Regions from separate parts of the Drosophila melanogaster genome. Here region 1 is linked to region 2. A link is a contact called in public Hi-C data. All regions are on one chromosome and are shown on one strand. The core of a region is the stretch at or near the end of the contact, and the rest is flanking DNA. Distances in the headings are between cores, read along the strand shown. Region 1 holds the start of Evi5 (Ecotropic viral integration site 5). Region 2 holds the start of CG15196.

What was found. Hi-C and Micro-C count contacts between places; a contact is called where the count stands out from the background.
Region 1: a contact with region 2 is called in a Hi-C map of the Kc167 cell line, with 2.2 times the contacts expected there. The contact joins the promoter of Evi5 here to the promoter of CG15196 in region 2. A contact is called at or near these places in 1 of 1 datasets of contacts at CTCF or cohesin (the Kc167 cell line), 21 of 107 Hi-C or Micro-C datasets (the Kc167 cell line, cellular blastoderm embryo, embryo and 5 more) and 1 of 6 datasets of contacts at active chromatin or transcription factors (the Kc167 cell line).

The regions. Positions count from the first base shown.
Region 1 is chrX:11,452,317-11,456,974 of dm6, forward strand. Evi5 (Ecotropic viral integration site 5) reads right to left here and starts at 2,022. Exons shown (of 9, transcript NM_167285.4): 1 at 1,480-2,022. HP5 (Heterochromatin protein 5) reads left to right here and starts at 2,470. Exons shown (of 4, transcript NM_132490.3): 1 at 2,470-2,875; 2 at 2,966-4,171; 3 at 4,339-4,658. The coding sequence starts at 2,761.
Region 2 is chrX:11,408,068-11,412,313 of dm6, forward strand. CG15196 reads left to right here and starts at 1,880. Exons shown (of 3, transcript NM_132487.2): 1 at 1,880-2,062; 2 at 2,132-2,326; 3 at 2,392-3,600. The coding sequence starts at 1,987. The coding sequence ends at 3,458. It overlaps dlg1 (discs large 1), which reads left to right. Exons shown (of 18, transcript NM_001103486.3): 18 at 1-1,709. It overlaps Gr10b (Gustatory receptor 10b), which reads right to left. Exons shown (of 3, transcript NM_078566.4): 2 at 4,101-4,246; 3 at 3,716-4,003. The coding sequence ends at 3,845.

The sequences.
Region 1 (4,658 bases), core at 772-3,271, 44 kb after region 2:
GCCCCAACCTTCTCCAGATAATGACGGATGATACACCAACACACCCACGAGCTCTGCAAATTTATGATCATAATTAACATGACGATGACTTTCTGCTCTATGTGCTCCACTAGTTTTAATGCTCGTGATTTAAATAAATAGCACAACTGAAATTTGAATAAGCACGCAACAATCCCCACGCACAAAAAAAAAAAAACAAAAACAAAAGACTTGAGTGCGATGGGTCGGGTACAGCAGAGGTCAAAGGACTATGGCTGCATTTCCAAAGCAAAGTAAAGTATAAAGTAACTGAGCACTTGTCTGCCTTTGGGCATCTTTAAGATCTCGATATAATTTAGCAGAAAGCCCTCAGTTGCACGTATATGTAATCTACATACGGATACAAAGCTTATCACGACCGGCAGATAAACAAGAGTTCAGCAATCTTTTAGCTAGTTTCGACGAAATTCGCTGCAGCCAGTTTGTTTTTAATGCAATGAAAGCGTTAAATTAACTGTATTCATATTAAACAAACAACAATGAAGCTTAATAAGCTAGCAATTTACTATTTTTAATGCTAGTTTTTTCACCCCCACTGTTCGTTGCGTCTACGTAGGCCATGTGCAAGGTGGCAACGCTGCTTGCAAGGTGTCGCCGAGTTGGCAATGCGCAGGCGCAGAGCGGGCTAGAGCGAGATGGAGAGATGCACAGTGAAAATTGGAGAACAAGATTAGATGTTATTTTTAAATATTACTAAGCCATTGGTCGTAATTAATGGTTTACAGAAGAGTGGACGTAGAGTCATTATTCTTCGATTTCCATTTCCATTTTATAACTGGCAAATAGTTTTTCCCTCCCTCGATTGCTGAATTTTCCCACTGTGCGTTGGGCCCACGAAAAGTGGGTGGAAAGCAAAGGAAAGGAGAGCAAGACAAGGTTACAACAGAGCAGGAACAACAACAACAACTAGTGGCAGGAGCAGCTGATGCGGTGGGAGTGGAAGAGCAAAGCGAATTGGGAAAGAGGAATTGGGAAAGGGAAGCGGGCAATGGGAAATGAGCAATGGGAATGGCAATAGGAATGGAAATGGAAAAGGAAGTAAGAGCAGGGCTGCCCTGTTGTCATTGTTGTTGTTGTTGCTCAGCGAAGCTGCAAAGAACGATGATGAACGATGATGAATGATGATGGACAATGAGCGATGAACAATGGACAATGGACGCTTTTAATTACATTAATGCGCGAAATTTAAGCATACAAAATTAGTTGTACCCGATTTTCTTTTGCTGCTTCGCTAATTTGTAAAAAAAAAAAGGTAGCAACAGACACACACACGCGAGCATAAACCCACACAGACAGCGAAAGAAAGTTTCTGTATTTTTTCCCACTCCACTTTTTTCGTTGATAATGTTTACACACACACATTGAGTTTTTTTACGGAAGAAGTAAAGATGATGAAGAAGAACGACACATAAAATATAAATAAAGATGCTGGAACCTCACCTTTGCTGCTGCTTCTTCGGCCACTGTAAATGAACCGTTAGGCTGGAACAGGGGGTGGTGGTGGTTGCGTTAGTGCGCTGCTGCTGTTGTTGTTGCTGTTGCGGCAGCAACAAATTGCCGTTGTTTATCGTTTTTTTTTTATCCGCGTTTCGTTTTCAATCAGCTAGACTTTTCCACATTCGACGAACTCAATATGTCGCGATCAACTCGTATCCGATCGAGAATCGTTTGCATTAACTTTATAATACACGATTATTTTGACGACACTACCGAACTTTTTGCTGCTGTAAACGTCACACAAACACACACACACACACACGCACAGGCAATTGCACACACCTCAGCAGCAGCAATTTTTTCTCTCGCCCTCTCTCCCTATGCTGTTCTGTATGACTTTATTTTTATTTAAATACTAGTACTTTTTTTAAAAGGACTACTTTAATTCAATCACTCGTTATACATCGACCGAATATTGCACTGGAAAAAAATACAGCGTTCGTTCGACGACGGTGAATTCACGAATGTTTTTTTTCGCCCACTGGCGGTGTGACCGTCGCGCAAAAGCTGAAGTAAGCCGCTAAATAAGTATTACCATATACTAAAATTCTCTGAAGCGCAGATAGCTGATAACCGATAGAAAAGTTTCTACTGCATTATCGATTATTTGAATAATACCAAAAATACCAATGATAGCTGTTTAGCACAGACTCAAACCTGTACAGTGGGCTGCAAGTGCTGTTATTACATGTTTGTAAATGATTTTGAAACATTCAACCATATGAGATAAGTATGAATCTTAATGGAGTTATGTTGCTCAGAGTAATAAGTTGTTGTTCAGCATTCCATTGATGAAAAGTGTCCATAAGATCTTTGTCGTTTAATGATAGGAAATAGGCTATTTGTTGATAAATTTAAAATACATTTTGTGGTTAATGATTGTTGGCGACATAAATAACCCATAAAAATGCGCCGAGGCGGTGAAATATTTTCGCGGTATCTGCGCACGGGCACACCAGCTAGATGGCGTCTTTAGGAGTGTGTAAAATTAATCAGGAAAGTTACCTGAATGCAAACGCGATTTTAAAAGTCGCATCTGCTGATTAAGTGGGCAAATCGAGTGCTCCTCGCGCCACAATTAGTCCGTGGTACAGTGGCCTCACTAATTGCGCAAAACACACATCTGTAAGCGCATATTAACCGTATATTTTAAAGCGGTAAATCTGCGCTCTTTGCTAATTTTCATTTTCGTGGGAAAATCGCAAAGGGCTGAAACCTGCGATAATGGATATTTTTGATATGGTCAAAGCGGCGCCGCCGCCGCAAACTATTAATCCGGTGGACACCAAGCTCTCCACTCCGTCGCCCATACCGCCCGATTCGCCAATCGACGTAAATGGTAAATTGAGCATAATTTTGTTTGCCTGCAAATTGGCTGGCAATCCTAGAAGTTTAATAACCTCCAATCGTTTTTTCCATTTTCTGTCAGACCTCCTGGAGAGTGGAAACCAATTGGACGAGAATGACTTGCGCATGTCGAGAAAATCAAAGAATGTCGAACAGTGCAGCATTGATCTGTTTGATTCGGAAACATCATTCGACCATCTCGACGAGTCATTGGCCAAGAGGAAGCGTAAGAGCGTGGCTAACTCAAAACCAAACAAAAGCAGGAAATCCACTGTCTCTGCATCGACGCCGCACAACAAGAGGCCAAAAGTGTCCATTGACGACGACGGCGAGGCCATCGAGGAGGACCAGCAATCGATGGTGGTCGTTCCCACCAAGACGAAGGCTCAGCAAAAGATGTTCAGCGATCAGCAGTCGCCGAATGTTAAAAGAAAGGTGCGGGTGCTATTACGTCGCCTGAAACAGACAGAAATCGATTCGGCCGTCGAATCTTTGGCCAATTCATCATTTATCAATGTGCCCGAGATCGTTAACCAGAGCGGTACTAGTGGCCGTAGCAGGCACAAAAAGAGAAAAACGTCACCTAAGAAACAAAAGTCATCAACAGCGCAGACCAATTTCCACATCAAAGTTCCTTTGCAGAATGGCGCCAAAAAGCGTGCTCTGAACCACTCGTTGCGCGCTCATACACCGCCGCCCAGTTTGGCCAAGAGTTCTGAAAGCACACACTCCGCACTGAAGCGAAGTCCCAAGCCCAAGATCAAGGCGAAGAGATTATCCAGTCGCGGACGCAACACCGATCCGGATTTGGTTAAGCGTTATGGCGCGCATTTCTTTGGCTGTGTGGTGAAGGTGAGGAGGACGCGTTTACCAAGTGCCAAGTGGCCTGACTGCAAACCGCCTCCCATTGGCGACGGAGTTGTCAGGAAGGTGTATCCCAAGAAGGCGGTATCCTTCAGCGAGGCCGTCGAGATTCTGGGCAGCCCCGGGGGTCCATCACGTCGGTCTACTTTCGGTTCGCTTTCATCGAGAGGAGCTCCGAAACCGACACGACTGCAGCGTGTGGATGCCACTGGCAATGTGCTGGAGGACATAGCACTGACCTCCACGCCGCTCTTCTCGTCATCTTCTGGAGGCTCGCGCGAGCGGGTTAGGCGCCGCTCATGCAACGGTACGCCTGTGGTCGGAAGGCTCAAGTTACGCAGGTTGGGCCGCCTAAGCATAGACAACAGCTCCTCCAGGTCTGATGGAGGTGGAGATAATGATGATGACGATGAGGAGTATATAGGTAGGAGGATGCACTTATTAAACTGACATCAAACTCGATGTAATCGCATTAATCATGTCTCATTTTGTATTAAATGATTTCGTTATTTTTATGACAGGATTTGACCAAATCAAATTAAAGAAGAATTGAGCTAAAACTAATGCAATTCTCTCCATTTTTACGTCCAGTGCCCAACGATGTGCCGGGGTCCCAGAGATCTGGAACGCCTCCGCCCAAGAAAAAGAAGATATCCTTCACCACGACCATCAGTGATGATGAGGACGAAAAGCCGGTACTAAAAAAGCAGAAGGATGCACAAAAAAAGCAGCCAAAACCCCTAAAAGAAAGATCAAACAAAAAGACGGACAAGATGCTAAACGAAAAGGAGACGACTGACAAAATGCAAACGAAAAAGGAGAAAAAAACGGAAAACTCACCAGTTGTGGAAATTGAATCCTCCGATCCTGATGTCGAAATCAAACCACCAGTGAAGGAAATCGAAACGAAT
Region 2 (4,246 bases), core at 630-3,129:
AATTCATGCGAATATGCATATATTCAATTTTTTTTTTTAACTCTCCATCTCTCCTGCTCGCCATTATACGAACTACTTAAAACATTTTTTTTTAATTAAATTTTTTGTATATTGCAAAAACGTCGACGACGCCACAGCAGCAGCAGCTATGGATATTATTTCAAAAATATATACATATAACTATTATACGAATAAAGAGAAAACAAATTCATTATAATTTTCACAATGTATGCGCCGAGAGCATTGTTATATTTAATAAACAACCTAAAACAAAAAGGACAAACAATGGAAAACAAAATAAAAACTATGCGAATAATTTCCACTCTAAACAAAATGCAAAACAAAGCAAAACAAAAAAAAAAAAAAACGAAGAAGCTGAGGAACTCTAAGTGTAATAAACTAATTAAAAATCGAACTTCTTAATCAATTTGATACATCCAACTAGCATACGGAAAGCATTGCATTAACTAACATTAAACGATGTGCAGAGGAGTTAACTATAGATAACCGCTTAAACAGGGTGACTATTCGTAGCAAGTGATTTTTTTTCGCTCAAACAAAAATACTTAAATCACTGGTTAAGGCCCTATTTTCCATGCGGTTCTTCCGAAAGCGAGGCAGCCAGTGAACGAAAAAACCTATACCAAATTCAAATCACTTTTCCAACTAGCCTTAGATTTTACTAACAAACATGAAACCCTCGAGAACTAACTATCAAGCAATTATCAACTAGATAAAGAAAATATATATTTAAATTAGAGGCCCCAGGAGCGGCTGAGAAGGGCGACTTTCTTTTCTCAAAAAAACATAAAAAAAAAAAACGCAAAAATAAGTATGATACAAAATGTATAACCCTTTCGTCCCAGATGATATATATATATATATATATATATATATGTATGTATATCCTATCCACTACACACACGCGCGCGCATACAAAGCATGGGAAAGCGTTTCATCAAAATTGTGCCTTTTCTTTTTGTTGTTGTTGTTGTCGAATCGAATCGAATCGAATTTCGATGAAAATATACACACACATAGACACATGTACGGGCAGCTTTCGTATGGTTTCCGCTCACACTTATGTACATCCCGTTTACATCACATTTACATCCTGACCCACTGCCACCACCCCCATGGAAACAAAAAACAAGGAAATGGTTTTTTGCTAGTCATACATACACCCACGAGAAACTAGGAAAAAGAAAAAGAAGAAGAAGAAGGAATCTTTAGCCTTAGCGATCAGTAAAGAAAGTAAATCAAATTCAATTTCGTTGAAGTTCGCGATCAGATCGGCAGTAGAGCTATATATGCTATACATATATACATATACGATAGTGCTAAAACCAAAACGGAAATCGATGGATAGTAATGAGTTTAAGAATTGGGTTGATATAAATGAATATATGGGCAAAAAAAAAAAACACACAAGTACACCCAACATATGTACAATACTCTCATGTTCATGTGCGAGATACAAATTGGAGACCCCATTCGGCCTCAAAATGCGTTTTCATTATGTATTATGTCAAATGTAATTTGTTCATCAGCGGATGAAACACTCGCCCACACTCAAAAAAAAAAAAAAAACACACTCGAAATAAACCGTAATAAAAATACGTAATCATATGCCTGGCATTTTCATTATTTAGTTATCATGTACTTAATTTTTTAGATTTTAGCCGATTGACGAGAAGTGTATTCACTTTTTTGTAGCATACTTTTCAGGTTGCAGCTGAATCTCATTGTGTGTTTGGCTATTATTTTCTTTGTATTATGAAAGTATATAATAAAATCGATCAAGAAATATTAAAAAAATTTGTACAGTTTATCTGGGCAGGCTTCATATCTAATGTCGTTTTCTTTAGATTTGCCTTCCAAATTATGTAATGGGCTCGACTAAACGAACGCCATCGTGAAATTCGGTCTCAAAATTCGCATTCCGTTCTCCTTTTTTACCTTTTTGCGTTTCAGTTACAGTTGGCAATGGCCCATACCATCAAGTTGGACTGGATTAGGAGGATCCTGAATCTTTGCGGCTCTCGACAATGTCGCCTAATGCGTAGGGTTCATTTGGTTGTTTACTTTTTATGTAGAATATTTCACAAAGGTTGTACCTAATCCTCACCAGATGATGATGCTGAGGCGCGGATCCGCACGCAGAGTCCCTGGAGACACCTGATGCGATTGACCAGGAATAACTCGAGCAGTACTTCCGGTGGCAATGAACCCCGCAGACAGGACCCAAATAAACCGAAGCCGAATAGCAAGCAAATCTCATACACCGAACGGCAAACACCTTTTAGGATCAACACACATCCAAATGGTAGGTTTTCAAAAGATCTAAATTGATTGAAATTGGTAATATAATATACATTAAAAATATGGTAGCTTACCTAGTAGGTATGCATCCTTTGGTCAGAGAGCGGGACAAAAGGACGAAGAGGCATAAGCGACGCCTTCCATTTGAAAAGTCAGCAACATTGAGGTTACACAATGCGCAGCGAAGAGAGGAGCAGCTGGCGAGGACCATGCTATCCCAGGATTGCAGTGGCCCTCACTCATCCAGCCATACCGCCATACCGCTTAAGATTCTTCAAATGACGCAAAGGGATCGTATGATGTCCTCGCAGCTGGTAATTGATGCGATGAGGACCAGGAATATGGAGAGAATGGTGCGCAAATCGGAGGCCAGGATGTTGAACGAGCGGGTCAAGAAGCTCCTGGAGAAACAGAAAGAATCAAAGTTAGAAGGGAAGAAGCAGCAGTCGGATGATGACTCCACTGTTCCCGATCCAAAGATCATGGGGCCGGAACAGCGGCCACTGGAGGTCCAGGCGGTGGTGCAATTGCTAAAGAAGGCCATTTCCCTGGTCCATTTCGGTCACGAGAATCCCCCGAAGGTGGTGAAGGATGTAAGGATCTCCAGGATGCAGACCAAACTGGACATAGATGGCCTGCATCCTTGCGGCAGCTCCATTGATTCCTTTGCCAACACTGACAGCCCGCAGTCATCCAAAGCCTATCACATGCGCATTCGCTGCACCAAGAGTCCAATATCGGAAATCCAAATCAAATCCAACTCTCAGCAAATAGCCGTCAGTCTGATGAAGGAGGAGCAGAGGCGCCTGGATCGATTGAGAGCGGAAAAGGTGCAATTAATCGGGTGTAACGATAGCACAAAACTGGGTTTCATAAACAGGAATGAAGGTGATGGCAGGTCGGCAAACTCCACAAATCCTGCCACTTCATCCAAGCCAACAGATTTGAACATGAACTCCTTAATTGTCGATCCCAAATCTTTTCTCACAAAGGTGCTCGATAAGAAGGAAGTTCTGTCGGTTGATCAGGTTAATAATAATAATTTCGTAGAAAATCCAGATGTCTTCTCAAAGGCACTGAAAAGGAAACCAGCGACCAAGTCCAATAGAGGACCTGCTAAACACTTGCCACAATGAAATCGCATGCTTCAAACTATTCTTTTTATATATCCAAAAAAGAACCTGTTAAGAATTACAGATATTAATAACGTTTGTTTAAATTAAATTAATTTGAAAATTGATTCCCTTTGGTTTGGAAAATGCAATAAAATTAAAAATGAAAAATAACAATGATTGGACTTTATTTCGTAATTAATTTAATTAATTAATTCATACGTTTATGCTTAGCTCAATACCTTTAGGTTTCACCGTCTTTTGTACAATGAATCTATAAGCTGCGAGTTTTGTTTTCATTCCACCAGAGATCCAATCCTCTAGATTATCTTAGTAATTAACTTAAGTGAAGCAAGCTGCTGATTAAGTGCCGATTGCACCACGGTAATAATTTCTTTGGAATGCTTAAATTAGCCTGGTATATATCCAATCTGAATGATTATAATGCCATAGGACAAACTGCAGCTGATCAAAGCGAATGCGCATCGCATATCCATTCGAAACATGCCCAAAACATTGTTTTCCGGCGATGATCGTGTAATAGCTCGTCTTAAAGCGGACATTTCCCACTAGAAAGTTAATAACTTTAATTAACCAATTTGAATTATATTTTTCTAGCTCGGAAAAAGATTTGTATTTACTAGAAATTAGGATAACTTTTCCTACCTGTCTGTAAGTCGTCCTGGAAGAGGCCACATCCTCTGGACAGTCGCAAATTTTGTTTTCCTCGGCCAAAAGCTTTTCACAGATGACCTGCAGTAGCACGACGTCCCATAGGATGACCAAAAAGGAGACGACCGTGAGCAGCATCT